Regions from separate parts of the Mus musculus genome. Here region 2 is linked to region 1. A link is a contact called in public HiChIP or PLAC-seq data. All regions are on one chromosome and are shown on one strand. The core of a region is the stretch at or near the end of the contact, and the rest is flanking DNA. Distances in the headings are between cores, read along the strand shown.

Region 1 (7,349 bases), core at 1,539-4,038:
CTCTCTCTCTCTCTCTCTCTCTCCCTACCTGACTCACTTCCATTCCCTTCCGAGTGCTTCTATTTGTCTCTTACTTTTTCCCTATAACTTCCTAAGGAGAAGCAACTCGATAAATATTAATGGACTGAAATTGAACACCTTTCTGACATTAAGGTGAGAGGCATTTCTGTTTCATCCAGATGGAGAAAGACCGGGCATGAGAATTCTTTAGCCCAGTCTACATGCTCTCTGAGCCCTCTCAAATATCCCGGCTCCGGTTTTCTTAGGATAATTTAATGGCACACACTTCTTGCTTCTGCCTCTTTGGTTCTTCAGTTATAAACTACATTACCTTACCCCCAAGCACCCCTGTCTCAATCTTGTCTCTCAATCTCCTAAAATTTAACAGCTCTCTTGTACAGAATGGCGCCCAAGCACTAAAACACCCAAGAGAATTGCTCTTACAAAAGGTCTGATCTGTATCAAAGAGCTCCATCCCTGAGTAGAAAACACCATGAAAAGCAAGTCGCCAGATGCAAAGTGCTGAGCACACACAAATTGCACTGCATTGCAGGGTGCGGGGTGCGGGGTGCGAGTCTAAGCCAAACGTCCACCACATGCACGAGCTTACCAGTTTCACAGGGAATTATAACACACCGAACAGCTGCAGGACAGGCACTGTGCAAGTGGGTGGTATTTTGTATACATCTTTGCCACTTTTGAAGATTTGTTTTTCATTAGGCAGGCTGAAGCCTTTTTTGCTGCCACATAGCTGGCATAAAAGGGGAAAGAAAAAGCCATGTTATGGATCAGCAGTGGCAGTATTGTGTATTTATCTCCTGTAAGCCCAGCAAACCATTTGGGAACCATTTATTGAGCAGAAATTCCAAATTAACCCTTCACTTGCTGTGCCATGCTATAGAACCACAGCGGTCTCTCTGTGTTGCAAACTTTGCTTCTTTATTGTGTTCTTTGGGTTCTTTGTGCATTAAGGATAAATTGGGTAAAGAGAGTAAAAAGTGTGGAAGTGTCTCTTATGTGCTTGGCATGGCCTTTATTTATCCTGGGAAGTGTCTATGCCCCCTGGAGAGGACTGAAAGATGTGGGGAGCTGAATGCTGAGAGCCATGAATGATCCAAAATCCCCATGAGAGGGCCCAGTGTCACTGAACTGAAAGCCCCTCTTGGGTCCGGATTGTGTTTGTCCAGTGCAAACCATTTTGTACCTGTCTGCTTGTTGGCACTTTCCCCTCTGGTGTCTTCATAAGTAGACTGGACCCCTCAGGAGAATGTAATGCTGCTGGCGCCGTTCCACCAGAGTTTTCCTTATGTACTTGTTGAAATGATTGACTGGTAGGGCAATGTGGTGGACTCTCGGTGGAATCAGGCAGCTCTTGGTTCCCATCTCAACACTACCACTTTTCACCTGAGGAGCCCTGGCAAAGGATAGGACCCTTCTGGACCTGTGTTATGCTGTGTCAAATGTGCTAACCCTGCCCTGTGACGTTGCCTGGCACGTAGTAGGTTCTTCATGAATGTTAGTACGACTCCTATTCACCTTCCTATCAGTCTTTCCGTACTTAAATGGGTAATGAGGGACATTGAATGATAAGTAAATTCTCCTTATGGTCCCTTTGCACTCCTTACATAGAAGCCACACATATCCAAAACATGTCTTCTTCCTCTTTCATATTCTATATAGCGCTGCCAGTGTTAACACCACATAAAGGCGAAGAGGGGGAGGGTCTGAGTGGTGCCTTCCTTCTCTCCGTGGAATCATCCTGATTAAGGATGTAACACCGCGCTGCCTCTGTAAAGCAAAGGGAAGCAACCAGATGTGTTGAGGGGGGGGTGCGGGGGAGGATTCCGTTTTCACTCAGGCTTGGCCCTGAGCAGTAACTTCAGTGCCTGGCTTCTTAGGGAACACCCAGGGCAAGGTGCAAGTCTGTCCTACTCAGGCAGCTGGAGGAAGGGAGGCGACTGGCTGGCCCTCTCCTGAGAGTTAAAAAAGATTTTTCGCCCGAGGAACAATATCTTGAACTCCTTGTATCTCAGCCAGTGACTCACGCACTGGAAGCGGTGTAAACACAGGTGGAGGACCTGGGTGCCCCAGCATGATTGAAGGCCGGTCCTCCAGGCCAACATTTGCATTCCACTGTTAAAACACTAAAGTTCAAAGAGATGTGCTGAGCCATTTGCTAGAGGCCTGGACATGAGGAGCTGAGCAGGACCTGAAATCTCTCAGCCAGCCCTGCTCCAGCCGGCTTGTGGTTCTCCTAGGATAACAGTACGTGGCAGTGAAGGCGCTCACGCCTCTTTCAGAGCCCACCGCCCTAGATCTTATTATTGTACTCCGGATCCCCTCTCTTCCATGTTTCGTTCTTTTGCTCCCTCCCTACCAGGGTCTCCTAGGGTCGGCTGGGTGGAGGGATGAGAATGCATTTACTCCGACAGACACACCTATCTGTGCATTGTGGTTAAGGAAAGCTGGGAGCACCAGAGATCTTCCAAGCAGAACTGCGCTGAGCTGGGATTGAGCTGGGGACGCTCTGGGGGGCTCAGCTCCAGGTCTAGGGGCGCCAAGGCTCGGGCTGGGGGCGGAGCCTCGCTGTGGCGAGCGAGGGGGCGGGGCGCGGTGCGGAGTTCCTAGGGACCTGGGCAGGGGCGATCGCCCGCCCTCCTGGACTGGGGACGAGCAGAGTGGCGGGACGCGCAGGCCCGGTGGAGACGCGGGGCAGCGGCAAGGACTGCGGGGGTGCGGCGGGAGCGGAGCGGGCGGCGTCACCCGAGGCGGAGGGGGCGGAGCCGCGATCGCAGCTGCCACCCGGCCGCCGGGCCCAGGCAGAAGTCAGCCGCCCGCGGCTGGGCAAGCACTCCGCGCAGACACGCTAAAGACAATGCTCCGAGGCGTCCGGCGGGGCAACGGACTGCTGGGTCACCGACGGCGAGGCTGCGAGACCGCAGACCCCAGGTGAGCCCACCACTCTCTCTCCAGATCCCGCCGCTTTTTGTCTGACGAACGTGGCGGCCCAGGGGCTTTCGCAGAGTCGCTGCGGTGGCCCGGCGGGCCAGCCCCTGCTGGCGTCCCCAGGGGTGACAGGCTACCGATCCGGAGCGCGTGGAGAGTCCGGACCTCGTGCTCAGGGTTGTGCCCTCGGTGCAGGTTCCGAGACGGGAAAGCTGGGGAGTCGGAGGGGTATTTTCAATTCTTTTGAGAAACGCTCGCTTTGAAACTGGGAAACTTTTCCTTGGAGTTCCGGGAAGGGTGATCGACTGCTGTAATGGTTTTACTGGTCTTGCTGGTCTGGCTGCTCTGTTTTGTGTGTTGGGAACTGCTCCTTTTGCAGTGAGTATTGTCAAAGGAGCAGAGGGGCAGAGGCCGTTCGGGCTGCTCCGGCCAGACCCGGAGGTGACGAATTGGGGGTCCAGGGAAGCCACCTTTAGGCTGCAGCTGATCTCTGAAGGAAGGTGCTATCTGTTTGATGAACCTTGGTGATCATTCCATACCTGGAGCTAGCTCCCAACCTTTGCTTGTGATGTCCCCTCTGCAGCCGGGCGCACACACCCACATGCACCCACATGCACACGCAAGCACGCTTACCCTTGGAAAATAGAATCTCTGCTTGTGTGTGAGTCCTGGGAATGCGAATGGAGGCGGCTGAGCAATTCTCAGCCCACAGCGCTCGCTCACTGTGTCTGTTCTCCCAGGTAAAGCTCAACCATGGTTTTGCAGAGCCTATTGTAGAGCCCAAAGGTCTAAGGCTGAGGAGTTTTGCAACGGATTCAGTTCAGACTCAGGTTGGAAAGGCTTAACTGATCACAGTTCTCAACTCTACCTTACAGCCCCTTCTGAGGAGATTTGACAGGAGGCCCCAGAGAAAGCAAGTTGGCTTTCCTAGGGTCCCTCAGAACTTTGCTCCCCTTATTGGATCAGACTGCAGGCTTCAAGTCCACACTCCTCCTACTATGATTGCTCAGAAAGTAGAAAATAAAAAGATATGTAGATACCATTATATACCCTCAGTGCTGGGGCTGGGGTGAGGTGGGGTGTTAGGGTAGTCATGTCCTGCTTTCTCCCTAGACCACGCTGGCTAATGGAATATAATGCATTAATCTATATACTTTCCATACATACTATACCTTTGGGGGGTTGCATTATTATTTTTTTTTTGTAAAATACAAGAAGCAATATTATTTAGATGGAAAATTGTGGAATTCTATCAAGTAAGGCATGAGCAAATTTGGGTGCAAATAAGAGGGGTTTTGACCTGAATACTTAGGATCTGGCCACCCTGATTCTTCGGATTCTTTTTGAGATGGGGGTGGGAGTGTATCTGACAGCTCAGCCTTGTAAATCGTAGCGCCCCGAAGTTTGCAGAGGCAAAGCTCTGTTATTGTGACTTGGATCACAAAGAAGGCTGCGGATCTTTTCCTGATCTTACACTTGCAGCCTCTCACTGAGAAATGGGATCATTTGCATAATTCTGCACCTACCCTCTGAGGTAGGCATGTGAGAAGGTGCCATTCCCAGGCTGTGCAGAGCTGGCACTACCCAGGGCTCTCTCTACTCCTGCTCTGAGAGTCATTTGCATAGTTCATCATCTTTTCCCTGAAAGCAAACAGGAGACAGTTCCAGGCCTAGAAGGGCTGCTCTAGCTCCAAAGACAAGCTGGGAATGTCTGTTTGCAGAGCCTAAGGAGCCAGTTTTAACAGGACACAATGAGTCAGTGACAGTGGGCAGCCCGGGGTTTCCTTTGTTACTCATATTCAGCGACTTCTCTTAAAGATACTCTGTGTTTCTGGGCAGTTGTGTGACCCATGTGGTGGTCAGCCTGCAGGAAAATGTCAGAGTTGTGGAAGAGAGCAAAGGAGTGCCCGTGAGTGAGTGAGTGCTCTCAAGGTAGCTTCTGGCAGTACAGTACAATAATCAAGAGCCTACTGAACTCCCCAGGCTGTCAGAAGCTGATGGCAAAAAAAAAAAAAAAAAAAAAAAAAAAAAGGAAAAAAAAAACCACACACAAAAACAAACAAAAAAAATGGAAAGGAGGGAGGAGCCTTACAAAGTGGGGTGTCTGGGTGTTCTGGATTGCCTGTTAAAGAGGAAATGAGATGAGGCCACCCCAAATTTGACCTGTGTGACTGTGTGCAGCAACCTCTGAGGAAGCCATTGGATGTCATCCCCACAGCTCCCCCAGCCTGCCCTGGAGCTAGCTTCCCAGGAGCCCCACACAGCTGTCTCCCCAAAGCCCACTGAGGGTCACTGGAGTCTTGCCTACAGTAGACATGGGCCCGCAACGTGGCTTTGCTGTGACCTGGAAGGTCTAGTCAGGCTTCCCATACAAATCTGGCCCTTAGAATGGCAAACTCAACTTCTCTGAAGACTAAAACAAAACATTTCCTCCACCCACCCACTCTCCCCCACCCCTCCGCCTCCCACCCTGCAACTGCACCCCTTATAAAACTTAGCAGCAAACATTTAGCTCTCTGAGGCTGGTGACTATAGGAGAGAGAAATAGCCTGGCGTGATTCCTCTGCTTGTTAAAAGCCTGTGACTTCTTTTGGAAGATCTGATAGAGAAGGAATGGGCTATTTGGGTGTATTGGGAGGAGAGGAATCTAGCCAGCATCGTTAAGGGAAAGAAAGACCCTATACTGACTGTAGAAACATTCAGATCTCAAGACTGTGTGTGTGTTCATTTAGCTTAACGTGGAAGCTGTTTTCTCATTAACTGGCTGGAGCAGGGGTACATTTGGCTTCTATACCCATTGGATAAGCACCTTGTCTGTAAGTGTGGGAGACGAGAGATGGAGTGCTTCCCACAAGAAGTCTGGAATGATCTTGGGAGCTTTGGAGCTCCCGGGTGATCCTATCTGGTTAGTCCTGTTGATTGCTTAGAGAGAATTAACCTCGGGCAAATTCTCACCCGATGGGGTGGCGTAGCCCCCCAAGGGCAGTGCTTGCTAAGTTCCAGGAGCATGCTTATCTCCAGATCTCCACAAGGTTTTCTTCCATAGCACTCTCCTACAGGATGCCGAAGCATCCTCAGTAAGGAAAAGAGAGCAGTGCAGAGTAAGCAGGGAACAGCTAGCTAGCTGGGATCCTGAACAAGGTGAAGAAGGTGTGGTGAGGTGGTCCAGTCAACTGGTTTATCTTTGGAGAACAGCAAGCTTGGTGTCGATAGCCAGGTCTTTCTCTTTGCTGTAACATCTGCACCTGTAGAATGGGATGCATGGCTACCTTACAGGTTGCTATTTGGAGTGTCTGGAGTGATGCCATAGCCCTTTGAGCTCTTGCTGAGGAGCAAATTTATTGGATGCACGGCTACCTTACGGGATGCTATTTGGAGTATCTAGGTAATGCCATAGCCCTTTGAGCTCTTGCTGAGGAGTAAATTTACTGAGGTCTATGGGAGCAAATGGGGCTTTTATATTTATTTTCAGAAGCAGTGAGCTGCTTTGACAAAGTGACTACCTGTCTCCAGGGTACGATAGGCAAAACTTCTCTCATATTCTGCCCAGTCTCTCCTAGGCCAGGACTGTGGAGTCAGGCATTTCTGTCTTCTGTTTCCAACTTGGCATGTGGCACCCTGCTTTGTTTACCTCAGCACAGAACTGAATGGTGTAGATTAAGCAAGAGGAGGGGGCAGAATTCCCGTGATGCCAAACATCCTGACAAGGTGCCCCTGCGGGGCAAGTCAGCACCACATCTCTCCCACTTTCAACAAGGTATCGGAAGCGTGGATAACAGTTTCCATTTCAGAGTCCTTGCCTCCTTCTCTTCCTCTGTAGTTTCTGTTCAAAACTTGCATGTCATTACCTATAAAGCCTCAATTCTACAGGTGGTACTACTTTGTAGTTCTTGGGCAGTGCCCCAGGCTCTGGACACCTCAGGGTCTGAAAGAATGTAGGAAATAGGTTCGGGCCCCTTCTCTCAAAATCTAAAACACTGTGTTTGGGGGGGGGCATTGAAATGGTGTGTGTGTGTGTGTGTGTGTGTGTGTGTGTGTGTGTGTGTGTGTACGTGCATGCCCATACTTGCATGTGTGGAGGCCAGTCATTGACATTGGGTGTCCCCATCTATGGCTGTATACTTAATAGTGAGTCGGGATCACTCACCAAACCTGTAGCTCACTGATGCTATCAAGACCCCAGGATCTTCCTGTTTCCATCTCCTGGTACTGAGATTACAGATGTGTACCATCGTGTTCAGCCTTTCAACGGGTGCTGGAGATCTGAACCCAGATCCTAACACTTGTGTGGCAAGCCTTTCCTAAGCACTTCTCTAAGGCCCTGGGATGTCTTTTATGCTCTCGATTTGAGAAAGTGGGGCAATGATTGTTCATCAGTTTCTGATAGAGCTGCCCAAGGAATA
Region 2 (6,682 bases), core at 1,790-4,289, 130 kb before region 1:
TTTGCTGGACTTGAGAGTTCAGGCAACCGTGGCTAATTCATAAAAGGAACAGCCTCCCAAAAGCATGCATTGATGTAGACACTCCGTACGCCCCTCATAATTTAACTCTGTTCAGCTGAATAGATTTCGCATATGCATCCATTTGTGCCAATCTAGTCTCCTTGTAGCTTTTAAAATCTGACCTTGAAGCTCATTCTTTGCGAGAAATGCAGGGTTTTTTTCTCCCCTCAATTTGGTACTGAAGTAAAGAGCTGTGATATTTTTATTATGTGTCTGGAAGAAGGAGGTGTTCCATAATACAAAAACCAGACCTCTAAAGTTCACCCTGATTACAAAATTCAAAACAATATACCAAAAGGTCAAAGCAATTCTTATTTTTAAGGCTTAAAATAACTAGCTAAGCTTCAGAAACATTTAGCTAGCATATAGAGGCATTTTTTTAAAAACTAAAAGTAGTTACTTAAAAATTCCATTATACATGGCACGATATTTAATTTTAAATGAAATTTAAAAGGCACATTTAAAAATATGGAATGCCTATCAAAAAAATTCCCCCACAAATGTGTATTATAGTACTTGTTTATAAATACAATGGCTATGTTTTTAAAAAAAGTTTCAAGTTATTGGGGTTTTTTTAGGGTTTTTTTTTTTAGTAGTTTAAGCATTCTGTTTGTGAACTATAAAATATTTAATTTATTATTTCTTACTGTAGTTTCTCAAAAGGGTCACAAGAGAATTTTATATAACTATGAAGTGGTAAATATGTCAGTGTCTGATCTTCAAATGGAATAGTCAATTAGTTACCTTTCCAAATGTGCTTGTAGGAACAGAACTGGGACGTTTAAGAGTTCTTTTCATCAAACTGTTCAAGTGTAGACATCTTCTCCCACCTCCACCCGCTTGGGGGGGGGGGGGGGCGAGGGGAATGAGGTTTGGGGACAGGCTCTCTGTGTAGCCCTGCCTGTCTTGGAACTCATAGTCATCTCATACTGATCTCAAACACAGACTTCTGTCTGTCTTTACCTCCCAAGTGCTGGGATTAAAGCCTTGTGCGACCACACCAGGCTTTACACGTAGAAATCTTGACTCCCAAACAAACTTAACATTTATTGACGCTATTTTTTTTTTCCGTTGAAAATGGTAAAAAGGAAAACAATCTGGTCTGTGTCGCTCAGTCAATGCCACCCGCAGGTCTTACTGTTACCCGATAACTCGTCATAACGATGACCTGTCCAACCCTGGGTGAGGGAGCAGCAGCTCCTGCTATTTCCCAGCATGCTTTGCAAAGCCTTGTTCCCTTCTGTCAGTTCGTTTTTGCATATTCTTCTGGATCTACAACTAAGGTTAAGATGCTAAGGCAGATTTGGTAAGAGAAGGGTTGTGCCAGTTTTGTGAACCCCAAAAGACCACCAAAGAGTAGATACCGATGCAATCACACTAGGGTCTTTATTACATGCTCAAGCTTGGGCCACACTGCCTTCTCTGATGCAGCAGAGCCGGAGGGAGGGTGAAATCCTGAGCTCTTGGCAAAACAAGGTTTTATAGGAAATGGCAAGCAAGCGAGGGGGTTTCTAGCCTGGCACACATCTGACTGGGGTGGGCTATTACGGAATTTTGTTGCCCTTTAACTTAATTGGCTGGTGTGGGAGCCAAACCATAAACTTAGCTTCCACTTTCCTCCTGATTGGTGGTTGTTAGGAAGTGGCGTGCTGGGGGCAGGCTTGTAACCTGGAAACTAGTGCCAGGTGCAGGATTACTGGAGAGTAACCTGGAAACTGGTGCTAGACTCCAGCTTGTTAGTCAAGGTCAAGTTCTCTAAGATGGAGTCTGAAGCCAAGATGTGGTCTCTCAAAGGTGCCCTTTACAATAGAAAGTCCTGATTTTTGTCCAATTTGTGATGAATTTTTAGCACATTGCAAGCAAGGACATGTCATTTCACAAGAGTAGACAGTAGCCTTTAAGTGTTGGACAAACAGCCCATTTCTTGCCACCTTAAGGGTCAGTTTGTCCATGCAGATGGTCTAAGCAGATGAAGAAAGGTCCTGGATTGGAAAATATGGCACCTCTATGTTTAAGATTTTCTTAAAAATGTGTATAAATTGTTATTTTGGCAATAGAGTATGACTTCACATGAACTCCAACAGTATAAAAAAGGGAAGAGCTATGTGCTAAGTATTCAGCGTAATGACTCACAGATTATATCACAATGTAGAAAATTTCTCTGGAAAATGGATTTAAATGCACATGTATTAAAAATAAACTAATTAATTAAATAAACTAGTGATGTTCTAACGAGACAATAGGACCTAAACTATGAACGAAGTAAATAGGACATTATGGGTTGATAGTGTGCCAAAAGTGTCTTTCTACATCCTGAACTGAAATACATGACCAAGAAGGGTCTCAAATCTTTATGACTAACAATGTCAAAAGAAAAGTCCAGAATCCATACAGGTTTAGTGACGAAAATTTGTGAGTGGTTTGGCCATGCTGAATTTAGCATAGGAGGTAAAAGGAACAAACAGGCTATAGTAGAATTGCAAGCCAAACCTGACAGTCATATTTCTAAGATATGAAGTATTTGGTATATTATTTCTTGGTGGGTTAGCCCTCTGTCTACCTCAGACCTGAGGAGAGAGCAGATCCCACAGGCCTCTGTCCTCTCTTCTGCTCTGAACACTGAAGATCTATTATGTTCATGGTGCTTAGCTCTACCTCTAGTGAATACAGCACAGTGCAGAACTCAGTGACATTCCTGGCAATTTGAGAATTTCCTGTGACTTCCAAGAGGCAGCGAGGAGTCATCCACTGCCCTCTGTGACCTCTAGCCCCTCTACCTTCCAGGAAGTCTTTGAAGCTTAAGCCTCTTGGTTTATTTTTAGGTTCTCACTGGCATCCACTGGTGACTGAATTTGACCAAGTTCAGTTTTCAAAGGCCTTGCGTTGTGGACATTTCAGTCATAGCTGGGGAGCTACTGGGTTGCTGCTCCAGGCTATGGCCTCTAGATTCAGTGTGAAGAAGTGCCTGGCATGGAGGGAGTGAGGGGAAACAGTTGGTCCCTCCCAGCAGATCACACATCCTCACTGGAAGAGTTTAGAGTGGGTCATTAATTACTCTGACATTTTCAAGAATGCCTTTCTCTGAGAAGACCATGCCTGGGGGATAACAGCTACCAACTGTGGTCAAAGAGACTCTGTAAGCACATGCTATCTAGCACATGTGCTAGAAGACAGAAAAAAGGCAGTGCAGGAGGTCTGTTCCCTGTAAAATCTACAGTGGAAAAGCCTTCTATGTTAGTTCTGGGAATCCTTAGGAGACTACAGAGAGGTATCTTTCTTTTTCCCCATTTAGTCCAAGTCTTCCCTTACAACTGCTGAGAAGTCGAATGGAAGTCAAATACCAGATATGTTGTTCTCGGGGCTGGATCAGGTTCACATCTTTCTCTGATCTTTCATGCATCTAGACTAGCATTTTCTCTCCTTTGCTGTCACTGCTATATGCAATTTTTACTTTCCCACAGCCTTTGATTAACAAATTATAGTTTACGTCAGATCAAATGGAGATAAGATGTAAGATCCCAAAGGGTGTCTTCAAGCACCCTTGCTATATCTGTCAACTAATAAGGGGCATATTTTCTTAGTATCTCTGGTTGAGGAGTAACTATCCACAAGGAAATTTTCATATCAAATATAGATGGAATCTTACTCTTCCCCCTTTTTCTTCTATTCTTGATCAAGCTTCCGTTTTATCTACTAAGTAGATATTCCTATTAAAGGGCAAACAGGAGCCATGGGAGCCTAAAGCAGAGGGATCATTAAGGTTCAGACAAAACAGAGTAAAGTGATGGTGGTAATCATTTTGATGAGAAAGGTGTCCCTGAGAACAAGGGAATCCTGTCCCAGGCAACAGTGCCCAAGAAGAAGGAGAAGAGGTAGAGGAGGAGGAGGAAGGGGGAGGATGAGGAAGGGGGAGGATGAGGAAGGGGGAGGATGAGGAAGGGGGAGGAGGAGGAAGGGGGAGGAGGAGGAAGGGGGAGGAGGAGGAAGGGGGAGGAGGAGGAACACTCCTCCATTGCTGGTGGAATTGCAAACTGGTACAACCACTCTGGAAATCAATATGGAGGTTCCTCAGAAAATTGGAAATAGATCTATCTGAAGGCCTAGTTGTCTATGTTGGATAGAGTATACAGCAGCAGTTAGGAACTACATTTATGGGGAAATTGACTAAGTATGTATGTGTAAAGTTAAAAATATGGGAGCCAAGTTTCTCTAGCGTTTGGGAGAGAATTGCAAAACCACAAAGGAAGAAAAGAGAAATGACAGCTGTGGTTGCATTAGAAATAAAGACCACTGGATGAAGTCATCACCTCTGATAGATGATATGTATGGAAATAAATGTAATAAATAAATAAGTAAATAAATAAATGTAATAAATAAAAGTAACTACATGTGAAGGGAGCAGAGGAAGGCCTGGCTGAATGAAGCTCTGAGCAACTGTGGAATTTTGACGTGGGCATGGCCACATTAATGACTCCATACCTCAAACCCACAGGATATTGGTAAAGCTATTACCTATATGACCAGACTGAAGAGAGGTGGTAAAGTTCTTCTCAGTGGTCTGAATAGAAGCATGGATGAATGAATAATCGGTGTATGCAAAGATTAGGAAATGTGGCTTCCTCCTGCGGAATGCTTACAGACTGATACTGCCTTGCTACAGACATGGCCTGTCTTTGCTACTGCTTCTATTACTGAGAAGATACACCAAGACCACTGAAACGCTTATAAAAGAAATCATTTAATGGGGGCTGGCTTCCAGTCTAGAGATTTAGTCCACTGTCATCATGGCAGCACACAAGCAGATATGGTGTTGAAGGGACAGCTGGGAGTTCCACACCCAGGTTGATCGGCAGGCAGCAATAAGAGAGAATGACACTGGGCCTGGGCTTGAGCTTCTGAAACCTCAATGTACAACCCCAGTGACACAGTTCTTCCAACAAGGCCACACCTACGACAGCAAGGCCACACCTCCTAATAGTGCCACTCCCTGTGAGACTATGGAGGCCATTTTCATTCAAAGCACCACACCACCCTCCTATAGATACTAGTTAACTCCCACCCCCATATCCCATGCTGTACCCAGTAAATATGCTGAAGTTCCAGGTTGTGGCAATTAGAGAACCTCACCTGACCCTCTACACATATCTGTGTCTGTCATTTCTTTTCCTTGTCACTTCTAGCCAGGGTCCCAGGACCCAAACCCTGTAGTTTCCAACATACATGTACACATGTATATCTTATAATTCTAACCCTGGAGAGAAGCTGGACTAACTATACTCAGTATTTGTATTTCAATGCTAAAACGAAATACTTTAAGCTGAGTAAATTTAAAAGGGGAAAAAAAAGACTTCTTTAGTTCACAGTTTTAGAGGTTAAAAGTCAAGAATCAAATTGCTGCACTGGCCCAGCCTTTAGCGACAGTTACTGTAGCTAGCATTGAGGGATGAGGGGAGGAAAGATGGATCATAAAGAATTAAATGCTCAGGTTTATTCTAATAACCTTCTAATATGCAAATTAAAGAAAAAGTATAAAAAAAAATTAGGGCAATTTTGGTGGATGCCCACTTGGATGAAATGTACAGATTCAGCGAGACGTTTGTTAAACAAATACAACATACCAACAAGGATCATAGTAGACAAGAACTGGAAACTATGGTTTTACTGAAGTGAGGACACACCACAAGTTAATTGCACAAAGTCTCCCATGGTTCATAAAACAATGTCAAAATTCCTGGCATTTCAATTTCTGTATCAACACTATCCAGTGGGAATATAAAATGAGCCTCGTAGATGTTATTTTATTTTCTAGCTGTCATACCAAAAATGTGTTAATAGGTGAAATGTTTTTAAATAATGTCTTGTGTAACTCAGCATATTCAAAGTATTCTCTCAGCATCTGCTCTGTAAACATTTTAAATGAGTGCTGCAATGTTCTTTTTTACCTAGTCGAGAGAGTATCATGTGTATTTGCACTTATGTGTCTTTTGCTCTAATGTAACCCATGGCTAATGGCCACAGTACTGGGCAACTGAGCTCTACCCCCAAACTGTGTCTATATCATGACTTTTAAGGCATTGGTCTTAAGATATTCATTTCTCAGTATATTTGCCATAACCTCTTCTCAGACTGTTTCCCCCCATTTGAATTCTTTTACCTGTTTACCTCTGGAAATTGCATTCTTTAAGGAGTAGTCTTGTCAACTCTTCTCAAAGACCTTCTTCATCCATCAGTCAAAGTTTTTACTCCGTTGTTCAAGCCCTAGCTTTCACCTTTATTTGGAATGCACTTGTACTAGACTTAGTGGCTTGTTTGCCTTTCTTGTCGACACTAGATCCGAACTGTTGGTGGCACGTCGTACCATTTCCTTCATATTTACTTATCACTTACGCAATAAGTACTTGGCTCAATAAAAAGTTCTGTGGAAAGAACATGAGCTAACCCCTCCCAAACTGTCAGCGGGAAAAAAAGCAAACTAAAAAGAGAGTAACTACAGTTGGGACTGAGAGCCACAGAGCTGAGGACTCGAAGGGAAGGGACACTCATTAGCCAGAGAGCTCACCGAGGACACCTGAGGGCTTGGGCCCAGGAACTGGTCTCTCATCCCTTCGACTTTACAGTCCTC

The links. HiChIP or PLAC-seq counts read pairs in DNA pulled down with a chosen protein or histone mark.
Region 2: an H3K27ac HiChIP or PLAC-seq map of trophoblast stem cells shows a contact between it and region 1, with 18 read pairs. The contact joins the enhancer-like site here to the promoter of Prag1 in region 1. A contact is called at or near these places in 6 of 39 promoter capture datasets (the 3T3-L1 cell line, 3T3-L1-derived adipocytes, epiblast stem cells and 2 more), 15 of 484 Hi-C or Micro-C datasets (the HL-1 cell line, the N1E-115 cell line, brain and 12 more), 21 of 115 datasets of contacts at active chromatin or transcription factors (CD8 T cells, VIP interneurons, craniofacial prominence and 15 more) and 2 of 9 other capture datasets (liver and pancreatic islet).

What each region holds. Positions count from the first base shown.
Region 1 is chr8:36,092,040-36,099,388 of GRCm38.p6, forward strand. It overlaps Prag1 (PEAK1 related kinase activating pseudokinase 1), which reads left to right and starts at 2,789. Exons shown (of 6, transcript NM_172911.3): 1 at 2,789-2,949.
Region 2 is chr8:35,962,077-35,968,758 of GRCm38.p6, forward strand. No RefSeq gene overlaps it. Among named protein-coding and RNA genes, the nearest start is that of 5430403N17Rik, 82 kb to the left of the region's middle. Within about 2 kb of position 3,040, at least 16 of the 459 cell types and tissues checked have an H3K27ac peak or open chromatin away from gene starts, as enhancers often do. A contact at or near this core is called in trophoblast stem cells, where this site is marked.